Regions from separate parts of the Mus musculus genome. Here all the other regions are linked to region 3. Evidence: chromatin contacts called from public Hi-C data. All regions are on one chromosome and are shown on one strand. Each heading gives the region's core, a stretch centred on a gene start, on an enhancer-like site or on the middle of the called end of the contact. The rest is flanking DNA. Distances are from core to core; before and after follow the strand shown.

Region 1 (4,330 bases), core at 415-2,914, 360 kb before region 3:
TGCACTGTTGTCCACCCAGTGAATTGTGTGTGTACGTGTGCTCACACATGCATGTGTATATACATGTGAATGTATACATGTATGTGTATATGTATTATGTGCTCATACGTACACCTACATGAATACATACATGTAAGTACATATGTATATATGAATATATGTACATAAGGGTGTATATATCTTTATATGTACATATGTGGTTTTGTGTGCGTAGACACACATAGACACACACAGACACACACATGTATACACACACACACACACACACACACACACACACACACACACACCCGTGCCTTCTCTATTTACTGCTGGGAGTTCAGAAAGAGCACTTGCTTTTCTTTCTGCCTCCTGCAGCCAGGGGCTGTATATAATGTATTTAAATATATTCAATGAGATGCATGAAACAAACAAAAAAAAGCCCCTCCTGGAAGCTGGATTTACACCTGAGTACAGGTTCCCTGTTGGCATGTGTCACAGCTGTCTGGCAGCCTGGCTACTTTTATCAAGGGAGGAGAAAGCAGGTAAGGAGAGGAGGGAAGGGGGCACACAAGTGAGCAAGGATGTGGAAGCAGAGTGGGCTGGTGGGAGAATGGGTGGGAACATCAGCAAGCAGAGATCCGAGCCCTTCGCTCGCAGGCTCCACCGTGTGAATAAATACATGTCATGCAGAGCTAACCGAGTGTGCTGCTTCCTCAGCCGCCTCTGCTTCCCTTCTTCCTGTTACTGCCGGGCCGGCCATGCAGAATTAGGATGTGGGCTTCAGTAGTACAGAGCAGAAGGTGGACGATCACGTTTGAATATTGCTTTGACTCCGCAGGCAGAGTGCTTGCTAGAAAGCGTGAGGACCTGACTTTGGATCCCCAGCACCCAGCTAAACCACTGAATGTGACAGTCTATGTCTTTACCTCGGGCAGTGAGAGCCAGGGACAGTTGGATCCCAGGGCCTGCTAGCCAGCAGGTCTAGCGGAATTCTGGGGCTTCAGGTTCAGTGAGAAATACTCCTTAAAAAAATAATGTGAAGAGTGATTGAAGGAGACTCCTAACACACACACACACACACACACACACACACACACACACACACACAGAGGTTGGGGGAGGGGTTAAAGAACATTTTTTTCTTGCTCTCCTGCTGTATGGCAATGTTACAGTGATAATCTGAATTCTTAGGGCAGAGACTATAGTATAATGGGCTCTAGGATCATGGGCTTTATTCAAGGAGAGTTAACATTGCTTCTGAGGACATTCGGCTGGTAGGACATGGATGTATGTTAGAGATCTTACAGCTTCAATAGCCCCACAAGGCTTGTGCTTTCCTGTACTTGCTGAGGCATGTGTGTGTGTGTGTGTGTGTGTGTGTGTGTGTGTGTATGTGTCTAACAGTAACAGATGTGCTAGTTGCTTGTAGTGAGTGGCCTGCTCTAGGGGTGTGTGCACATACAAAGCTTCAAAATATCTGTCTGTCTGTCAGCATTAATCCTGCTTTGCAATTTTTAAGATCATGAATCTATAGTGTATAACACTAAGGCTTAGCAACTTCTCAGTGTTACCTGTACCATCATCCCTGTTACTTCTGTCTCTGACACTTCACTTCTTAGAGGAGACTTTTCCTACAGTCTATAGAGCAAGATCTCTATGTTCATTGCAAGCAATGCCCATCCCTTCCTGCTTGCTCAGCAGGGTTGTACAGCAGAGAATGACTAAGAGGAGAAGCAGATGGGCCAGTTGTAGTGTCTGGTTTATGAGAATTTAATTATGCCTCTCATGACAAAGCTAGATCTTGGCTGTGTGGCGTTATCGCCGCTTGCTCTTTATCAAGGCCAAGATGACATCTTCTATTATGCACAGAAGCAAAGAAACACAATGCAGGGCAAAGCAGGGCCAAGCAGGGCCAATCCCAAACAGAAAGTGACCTCAATCCTCCCCGCCCAGCTCTCTGTGTATGGCGTGTATTTGGAAACTTACTGTTCCCTCCCATAGGAAGGGCACTTCTGAACATATTATTTTGGCTAAGAGTCATAGATAAGAAGATATTAGAGTCAGTGAGTATTACCAGCTTTGCTGTATGCTGGGTGAGTAGAGATGGCAGCCACCTTAAGTTCCCAAGTCTTTGTTCATGTTTTACTTGTATGTCAGATGGATTATGACCATGCTGGTTGCTTCTGAGAGTGCCGTGGGTGGTGAGAAGGGATAATATAGGACTCAGATTCTCTGCAGACTTCACTCTGGAGGTGGAAGGAGCCAGGCCCTTTCTTGTATTCCTATCCAAAACTCAGAGAGGAGCTGGGATGGGGGAATCCACTCGACGTTGGGTTTCCTCTGTATTTGTAGCTCTTAGTACAGTACTCATTGGTCTCTAAATATCTATGAAACTGGAACATTTTCAAGTTACCTGAGCCAATCTGTACAGGAAATGATTTATTGGTCTGATTGTTGGAATACTGGGTACCCAGTTATAGACTGCAAGGGTAGGCCAGGGTGGATTTCTAATGGTTGTGAAAGCCTGGTCACTATTGCCTGAGCATGCCACGCTGGCCTCCAGTTTGGACATCCTTTAGAGCCCCATTTCGTCATGTTTCTGTGTTTGGGTGAGTTGTGTACAAGATGTGCTCCTCAACCTAATGAATTGGTAGAGGAACAAAGAGGCCAAAATAGCCTTTGATGGCGTGGCCCATATGTACGTAGGTTTCCTTTGTAAGGTCAGATGGTATTGTGTCCTCCATGGATCGCTGTGCTGAGAATCTGTATTTAGGAAAGGGCTAGCCTGAGGGATAGAGAGGTGGCCCAGCAATGAGCAAGTGATATTGTTTGTTTAGTGTGTGTATGTGTGTGGGGGGTATGCGAGCGCGCGCACAATTGCATGGCAGAGTACATTTGTAGGATAAAGAACAAGTTGGGTGAATTAGTTCATTTCTCTCCTTCCAACATATGGGCTGTGGGGATTGAACTTGGGCAATTAGGCACCATTACCCGCTTAGCCATCTAGCTGGCCCACCCCGTGTGTTTTCGGCAGTCCTGGGAATTGAACCTAGGGCCTCACGCCTGCTAGGCAAGTGCTGCACTGTCTACTCAGCTCTCTCGTTACCTTTTTGAGGCAGGGTCTTGCCATTTGCCCAGACTGGTCTATGAACTCATTCTGAAGTTCAGACATGCCTTGAACTTATAATCCTCCTGCCTCAGCAGGTAGGAATCAAAGTTTGTGCCTCCATGTTCAGCTCTTTGCCTCTTCTTTTGTTTCCATTAATGAGGCAGAGGAAAGCCGAATCTAAGATTGGTCTCAGTACCTCGTTCACAGTAAACCTAGGAAATCCTATTGTCCCCTTTCTAGGAATGGCAGAGAACAAGTAGATGGCATAGCCAGTTGATCCATGGCCAGCCACTACATACACATTTTAACACTTCAGTCAAGTGATACTCTGGAGAAAGGAAGTCTTTTCTGATTTATACAGAGGCCCAGAGCTCGTGGCTTTCTTGCCAGTTTCTATTTATAGGAAATTGTCCATCGTTATTCCTCACATGTGGCTTACCCTCCTCTGGAATCTTATTTTGATTCCCAACTCTTCATCTCTTAGGGATTGCCTGCTGCACCTTCTCTTTAAACCCACCTGTCTCTGGCTGTCTCTGGCAGTAGCTCATTTTGATCCCTCCTTCTTCCTGTGCAGGTAGATGTGCCTCCTAACCATATCCAACAATTATGACTTTGTCATCTGCCTTGGTCATTTCTTCCACTCAGCAAACCACTTAGACCAAATGGTTTTCATCATGGCTTTCTTTCAGGGAGCCTGAGAAAGGTGCTAGCTGGTCCTGAACTACACGTTTCTCTCACCAAACCTAGGATTTAATGGAGACATCATTGAGCAAGCATCTCACGGTAGATGCAGTTGTTCTATCCTGATCTAAATCTTCAGATAGTTGCCTGTTCTTATGAGGATATATTTCTTTGGTACCTCAGGTTATCCTTCCACAAGTTAACATCATTATTGACATCAGCCAAAGGTGAAGACAACCCAGGTTACCATGAATAGCTGAAAGTATAAATGGAGTTTGTGTGTGCATCCACTAGGATTATTCTACCTTAAGAAAGCAACTCTGACATCTGTTACAACATGTGTGAACCTTCAAAACTGTATGTTAAATGAAATAGGTCAGGCACAATAAGACAGATAGTACATGATTCTACTTGCGTGAGGTGCTTAGAATAGAAAAATTCTATGAAAGAGGCACAATAGTTTCCAGGGGCTGGGGATGGGGGAAATGGAGAAGTATTATTTAACTGGGAAGATCACAAAGTTTTGGAGATGGGTGGTAGGGATGGTTATATAACAAC
Region 2 (3,725 bases), core at 57-2,556, 320 kb after region 3:
ACCGCTGCTTATAAACCAAAAGCCCCACAGGCAGAATAACAGGGAAGGCCAAATAAACAACTATTATGATCAGCCTCGGAGGTGGCAGGCACTGAAAACCCTAAACCATTCATTTTTAGCAATTTCTAGGGCGAGGGGCCAACAGTTTGATGCTTCCTCCCATCCCCCAAGAGTCTGAGTGTATGCATGTATGTGTTTGTGTGTGATGTGTGTGTACACACACGTGTTCGTGTGCATAACTGCTTCCAAGCCTTGGTTTAGTGTTTTGTTTTGCTTTTTAGACCGTCTGTCACTTTTGGCCAGGATGGCTGGCCATTAAGATCCTCAAGTCTGCCGGACGGACGGTGGTGGCACGAACCTTTAATCCCAGCACTTGGGAGGCAGAGGCAGGCGGATTTCTGAGTTCGAGGCCAGCCTGGTCTACAAAGTGAGTTCCAGGACAGCCAGGGCTATACAGAGAAACCCTGTCTCGAAAAACCAACCAACCAACCAACCAACCAACCAACCAACCAACCAACCAACCAACCCTCGAGTCTGCACCTGCACCTCCCAGGGGGATCACAAGCATTTATCACCAGGCACTCGCTTCTGAAGTCGCTTTCCGGGAACCAGTTCAGTCCTCAGGAGACTGGGGACACCTGGCCCCTGGAGTGGGAGCTTACACAGCTAGTGGGATGGTGACAGACAGAGGGCAGGTGGAGATGGGCAGCTAGCTACCTGCTGGACAGGGTCCTGAGCCTTCTCTTTTTGGCGACTGGCGCCTCCTCCTGACCTCTGAGAATCCCTGCCTCTGCCGGCCTTGGTCACAGGCAAGCACCTGTGGGCAACTGTCCTTGGTGTTTCTGGATGCAGAAGTCAACTCAAAAAATGGCAAGCCTCTTTGTGATGACGTCGTCACCTTTCGCTTTATGCTTCCCGCTTTACACCAGCAAGAAACCACGGTTTCTTGAAGGCTCAAAATGCTGCCTAGAGAAGTCCCACCAGAGAGCCCTTCCAGAAGACGAGGGCTCTCTGGGGATGCAGCCTCCACCCGGGAACCCTAGGGATGGAGACAGGGAAGAGATGGCGGCGCAGAGGCTCTCTTATGTCCTTGAAGCCACCACCAGGGCGGAGAGGCTCCTTCGAGCCTGTGAGCCCTTCCACAGCCCAAAGGATACAATCGTTGGGGCCGAGGGTCGGCCGAGGTGTCCCAGAAGGACCTGCAGCCGGGCGCCGGCGCGCGTAAGATTCATGGTGGGGGCCAGCAGACGAAACTGCTGCGCCCAGGTCACACTTAACTTACGGCAAGGCCCCGCCTCCTAGTAGAGGGTGGAGTTCTGTCCAAGGGCAGGACACAGCGCCACCTCCCCCAGGCTGGGGGTTGGGGAGCTGGGGATGAGGGAGCGAGCCTAGGCTGTCTGGAGTCCTTGCTCCCCGCCGCTGTGTCTTTGTTCTAATCTGCAAGGTCCGAAATTTTGCGACTGGGGTGATGCAAGCCGAGCAGCCCGAGGCCGTTAGGGATCTGAGCCACCCTTTTAACTTGGTAGTTTTAATCTATGAACAACTAATCTATGTGACTAGTTCTCCCACTAAAAATTAAAATCATCTGTGTTATTCAGAAGAGACATTAAATTTAGCGTGAATTCATCCTAAAATATTAGAAAGTTTGGCTGTTAGTTTTTAAGAAGAGCGATCCACACGGTCTAGGATAACTTACATTACATTTTTGTGTGTGGTGGTGGTAGTGGTGATGGGGTGTGGTGTGTGTGTGTGTGTGTGTGTGTGTGTGTGTGTGTATGTATGTATGTATGTTTGCATCCTTGTTTGTGGAGATCAGAGAAATAATCTTCAGGGAAGTTGAGTCTCTTTCCACCACCTGAGTTTTGGGGATCGAACTCTGATGGTCAGGTTTGTTCAGCAAGCTCCCTTAACCACTGTGTATCTCACCAGCCAGTATAACATGTAAAATTTCTTATGTAGCTAAAAACTGTTTTCTTTAATCCCAGCACTTGGGAGGCGGAGGCAGGGGGATTTCTGAGTTCGAGGCCAGCCTGGTCTACAAAGTGAGTTCCTGGACCACCAGGGCTACACAGAGAAACCCTGTCTCGAAAAAGCAAACCAAACCAAACCAAACCAAACCCAAAACAAAACAAAACTGTTTTCCTAAAGTCTTTGAAATTCAACCACTACACATAATCTCAATCTCTTTGTCTCTCGGTCTCTTAAGAGAGTTACTTCTAGATTGCTTCTAGTTACTCCATAAACATGTTATTGTTTCTTAAATGCTTTCATTAGATAATTTGGTGACAGTGCCATAGTCCAGGAGAGACAAGCAAGTAACCAGCTGGCTACTTCCTGTTTTCAGGTTGCAGAGATTTGCCCTTTGTGCCTTGACCTTTAGGACGAGATTCGCTTAGCTGAAGCTCCCAGGGCCGGCTTGGTCATTTGCTTATCTCCCAACCTCATCTGTCCAGCCTGAGCAACCTGGTGGAAGCCTGACCATGTCCTGAGAGACCGGCTTAATTAGCCCACAGTTTAAAAGCAGGACTGACTGCATTCCCCCCCCACCCCCCACTTGGGAAATAGGTGTGTTCTTACTGCCCTCACCTGGTGCAAAATGGGAACTGCAGGGAGAAGGAAGAAAACAAAACTGAAATTAGTCTGAATTTGGGTCACCTCAAGCAGAATTGAAAGATTAAGACCGTCATTCTGAGGATGACTGGTTTCCCTAAAAAACAGAGAGAATTATGGCTTTGGGGCCTGTCTTAGGGTTTCTATTGCCGCCATGACCATGACCAAAAAAGGAAGTTGGAGAGGAAAGGGTGCATTCGGCTTACATTTTTACTGATCTGTTCCTCATTAAAGGAAGTCAGGACAGGAACTCAAACAGGGCAAGATCCTGGAGGTGGGAGCTGAAGCAGAGAACATGACAGGTGCTGCTTAACTGGGCTCGTTCTCCATAGCTTGTTCAGCCTCTGCTTTCTTCTAGAACCTAGGACCACCAACCCAGGCCACCAGCCCAGGGATAGCACCACCCACCATGCCCTGGGCCTTCCCCATCAATCACTAGTTAAGAAAATGCCTAACATCTGGACCTTCTTGAGGCGTTTTCTCCTTGAGATTCCCTCCTGTCAGCTAACTTTAATCTGTCTTAAACTGACATAAGACCAGCACAGGATGAGAGATTGTGGCACTCAAGATAGAATTTCCTCCTGGCTCTGTGTGTAACGTTTCCTAACCTGTATTTTTGTTTGTTTGTTTGTTTGTCTTGTGGTAACTGAGCTTAGAACCCAGAATCCCCCATAAGAGGCAAGCACACTAACAGTAAGCTATCACACACAATAAAACAAAAATAAAAATAATAAGCAGATAAAGCAAAGGAAATGATTTCATAGCCAATCCTGAAAGAATGATAGATGATATCTGCAGTCCTAGATTCTCTCTCCTGATTTTCTCTAAAGCCCAGGTCATTTCTGAGCTCATCCTGCTAACGAGCTGCTCTTCGCAAGCGGCCACCATGTGCTCATCTAGGGGTTCTGTCTCACTGCATTCTATCCCATGCAATCCTCTGCGTGCGGCCATGTGGAGTAGGCCCGCAGTGGCTTCCTCTCCCTCCTTTTCTGACTGACCTTCCCTCTCCTGAGATCTGTAGTCAGTCCTTTTACATCTTCGTTCTGTGAAAACCAGCTTTCTCAGTCACCTCCTCCAGCCTCAGACTTTAAACTTCAGCCTTCAGGAGAAGATCT
Region 3 (3,941 bases), core at 1,029-3,528:
AGTCAGGCTCTGTGTGCAAAGGGCTTGAGGACCGGGTAGAGTGTTTGCCTGGTATGCATGAGATCCCGGGTTCTAACCCCTATACCACCAAAAAGGAAGTTAATAAAACGGTGAACTTAACCCTGGGCAAAGTCAACAGGTGGCATAGAGGCCACTTGGTAAATTTCCATCATCACTGGATGCATGTGCCATTTGCCTCAGTGACTGAGCACCACAGTCTGTGTAACGTTAACAGGCTCATGGGCCAGAGACAGATGGAGCCCATCCAGCTTCCCACTGAGCTCCTGAAACGAAGACTTCTGTATAAGCATTTTGAGTTGTTCTCATGAGACGTCATGGCTAGCAGGCTGAAAAAACTGCGTGGCAATTTGCCAGCTGCCTGATTTTAAATCTAGTCCCTTCGGTGGAAAATGAAATTGAGAACAAATTTCAGAATTCTAATTGGAATCTGTCCCCTGCAGGGAGAAGTCTATTTTTAATGTTTCAATACATTACCCTGGAGAATTCTGGGAACCCAGCCTGTGTTCACATTTCATGCCAGGGAATAAAGCGAGGGGGAGGCACTAGCTTGCCTCCTAAGGATGAAGCCCACACTATCCCACAGGTCTCCATTTCTCTGAGTTTGAGCCTCAAAATCTACTGAAAGTACAAAGAGCAGGTACCCTGTGTTCAGCCGATGAAGAAGAGGAGGGAAGGAAAGAAAATTCCAGAGAGAAGTTGAAATATTGAATTTTTGTTCTCTTGACATTAAGAGTCTATTCTGAAGAGAGCTGATTTGTGTGTGAAACTTAGCCAGCGGAGGGGACAACAGGAAGGTAAGGGGAGCCCTAGCACAGTGTTCCTCTTGGTATGACAAGTCAGAGTTTGTGGGAGGAGAGAGATGATGCATTTGAGGAGATACAAGCAGGTCATGTCCAATGCTTATGACTCTTGGGGAGATGAAAAACCGTCTTTCCTGCACTCAATGGTTTGATAAAGTGCTAGAAACATCTGGATGCATTTATCACGTTTCAGAAGAAAAAGCCAACAAAAGGTGGGCTAGACAACTCCAGTGTAAGGAAAACTGACTTGGCAAATCCCCCAGCCCAAAGCCTTGAGCATTTGAGTCACAAAATGAATGTCCAACTCACTGGTACCAACCTGGTGTCTGACACCAAAATTATTTAAATTAGTTGAATTCAGATAGTTCTCAGAGGTCCAGAATGGCACTTTGTGAAAGACACCTGAGTTCTCTTGTGCGTTCTCACTTTAACCAGCCACTCCCACCTCAGAAATAAAGGACAGGCGATCCAGCCCCTGAGAGTTCCAGGAGAAAAGAGGGAAACTGATCGGTGGTATGTGTGGTTGGAAAACGTACAGCTGCAGCCAACACAGGGTTTTCAAGCAGAAGTGGGCTCTATGCGACAGGAGTTATGGTGTTGGTAGGATTTTCCCACGACTGTGTACTCTTCCTGAGATGAAATTTGGTCCTGGCTTCTCAGTTTCCCCTAACTCATGACATGCTCCATGCCACAAGGAGGCCATTGGTCATGATCAGACATGTCATGAATAGGAGGGGGTGCTTCTGGGTTCCCTGTCTCCTACTGATGATCGAGATAGTAGAGGACAAGAAAATTCTTGTTTGCCTTGAAAGTGTTTGCCTTGAAAGCATGAGGATACCAGTTGATCTCTAGAACTCTCGGTGGTGGTGGTGGTGGTGGTGGTGGTGGTGGTGGCGATTCAGGCATACTCCTGCTTACTGGGAATTCAAGAGCCAGTGAAGGGGGATGGGCAGATCCCCAGGACTCACTAGCTCTCCTGCTAGTGTACTTGCCAAGTCCCACGCCATCAAGAAACACAGTAAGGAGAGGGAGGAGAGAGAGAGAGAGAGAGAGAAAGAGAGAGAGAGAGAGAGAGAGGAGAGAGAGAGAGAGGAAGAGAAGAGAGGAGGAGAAGAGAGGATAGGATAGGATAGGATAGGATAGGAGAGGAGAGGAGACGAGACGAGACGAGACGAGACGAGACGAGACGAGAAGAACAGAGAAGAACAAAGATGAAGAGCACCTGAGGTTGTTTTCTGACCGCCACACAATGGCCTCTCATGTGTACACACCAAAGCAAAGTCTCTAATGGTAGCAGGATGGATGTCCTTTCCAATTACTAAGGTTCTTGGAGAATACAAAAGAAAAGAAAGAAAAAAGCATTTCTCTCTAACTGATGTGCTGCGTTCCTCTCTGAAGTCCCCTGTGATATACAGTTCTTGGCAAACAGGCAGAAGGAGTGGATCTGAAAGATTTATGCCTCAGGGACACTGAGTGAGTTGTTACCTGAATGGGAGCAGGGGAAGAACCAGGTGGGTTCCTCCCACCAACTGTTACAAAAACTTTCCACATAGCCTAGGGCTGGTTAACCCAGAGATTTGCAACAGCTTGCCTCTTCCAAGCTAAACACTGGGGTCTGAGTTATTAACTCCAACTAATGCAACTGCCTCGAGGAATCCAGGGCAAAATGAAACTTACAAAGGAAAACACTTAAATGTGGCGTGCAAAAGACCGTGGGATTTAGGAAAAACTCCTATTTGGAAGAGATTGATGCATGTGAGAAAGTTTTTTACAAAATCAGCCCCCTTGATATGTCTTAAGGGGCCATGTTGAAGGTAATATAGATATGAAAATGTTTGCTTGGCTGATTGGTTTTAAATTTACAAGTGACATTAAACAGCCTCACAGAAAGAAACAAAGAAGGGACATCTGGAGTCTTGGTTTCATGCTGCTCACTGATACAGAGAAGAGATGACAAGAACATAAATTCCAGACTCTGTTGTGGTATGTCACAAGGACAGTCCTTTGTTCATAAAGCATTCTTTCTACTGCTGGAAATTTCTTCATGAAATTCAGGAAACCAGCAGAGAAGATGTTGCTATAGACCACTGTTTATGTTCCACATGATACCACAGATCGACAACCTCATCCATTCTGTAGAGAGCCAATGATAAGATAGGTTGAGGACTGAAGAATTGATTCAGCCATTAAGAACACTAGCTTCTCTTGCAGAAGACCTGGGTTTGATTCCCAGCACCCACATTGCAGCTCATGACTATCTCTAACTCCAGTTCCAGGGGATCTGGCATCCTCTTCTGGCCTCCATAGGTACCAAGCATGAATGTGGTGCAGGCAAAAACATATACACATAATAATGAATTTGAAAAAGAGAAGGGAGGGAGGAAGGGAGGAAGGAAGAGGGATGGTAAGGAAACCAGGAAGTATTTTTCAAATCAATACGCGTGAATTTGGCACTAGCTTCCAAATCAACCAGTGCTTTGATCTAAGACATCTATGTTCCAGAACTATGAGAAAGAAATGCTGTTTGTGGCACCTTGGTAGTGCTTTGTGTGAGATAGCCAGCCCCCTAAGCTGACTAAGACAGGATTAAAGAATGAGAGAGAATATGAACTGAATTTTCTCAGTAGAATCTTGAGAGTTACTTATTACCCTGAATATCACTGTGTTTTCAACTGAGTCTCGTCAATTTCCCTTTGGATGTTAGACCGCATCTAGAAAACAGTGAGAGACTTGGTGTTCCTATGGCTTTGGGGCATCTTCAGGGGTGGCAGTTGTCCTTCATAAAAGTGACCAAGCTAGTTATGGTGTTACAGACATAGTAGAGATGTGATATCCACATGTCTGGGAACCTGCCACCCTTCCTTTAGAACACGCTTTTGTACTAATGAGTTATTAGAGTCCAGTTAGAACAGGCTAATTTTAAGATAATGCCCTCACTACTTGTCTCGAATGTATTGCTATCCCTTTGTGTGTTAAGTGTGTGTGTGTGGGGGGGGGGGGTTGACTTGTTTCTAATATGAAGTGTTGCAAATGTGATGTGTGTTCACTTCCTCTGTAGATGTAAATTGTGTCTTGTTTGTACATGCTCCTAGTGCCCTGTAAGCGTGCATGTTTGATGCT

The links. Hi-C and Micro-C count contacts between places; a contact is called where the count stands out from the background.
Region 1: a contact with region 3 is called in a Hi-C map of the N1E-115 cell line, with 2.4 times the contacts expected there. The contact joins two enhancer-like sites. A contact is called at or near these places in 3 of 484 Hi-C or Micro-C datasets (the N1E-115 cell line, cortical neurons and ganglionic eminence).
Region 2: a Hi-C map of the N1E-115 cell line shows a contact between it and region 3, with 5 times the contacts expected there. The contact joins the promoter of Phyh here to the enhancer-like site in region 3. A contact is called at or near these places in 2 of 39 promoter capture datasets (hippocampal neurons and stem cell-derived epiblast-like cells), 4 of 484 Hi-C or Micro-C datasets (the N1E-115 cell line, cerebral cortex and embryonic stem cells) and 1 of 9 other capture datasets (liver).

Annotation. Positions count from the first base shown.
Region 1 is chr2:5,593,410-5,597,739 of GRCm38.p6, reverse strand. The region is part of intron 1 of Camk1d (calcium/calmodulin-dependent protein kinase ID); the gene reads left to right. Among named protein-coding and RNA genes, the nearest start is that of Gm36853, 110 kb to the right of the region's middle. Within about 2 kb of position 1,664, at least 37 of the 459 cell types and tissues checked have an H3K27ac peak or open chromatin away from gene starts, as enhancers often do. A contact at or near this core is called in the N1E-115 cell line, where this site is marked.
Region 2 is chr2:4,916,577-4,920,301 of GRCm38.p6, reverse strand. Phyh (phytanoyl-CoA hydroxylase) reads right to left here and starts at 1,306. Exons shown (of 9, transcript NM_010726.2): 1 at 1,158-1,306. The coding sequence starts at 1,232.
Region 3 is chr2:5,238,143-5,242,083 of GRCm38.p6, reverse strand. No RefSeq gene overlaps it. Among named protein-coding and RNA genes, the nearest start is that of Gm23118, 20 kb to the left of the region's middle. Within about 2 kb of position 2,278, at least 13 of the 459 cell types and tissues checked have an H3K27ac peak or open chromatin away from gene starts, as enhancers often do. A contact at or near this core is called in the N1E-115 cell line, where this site is marked.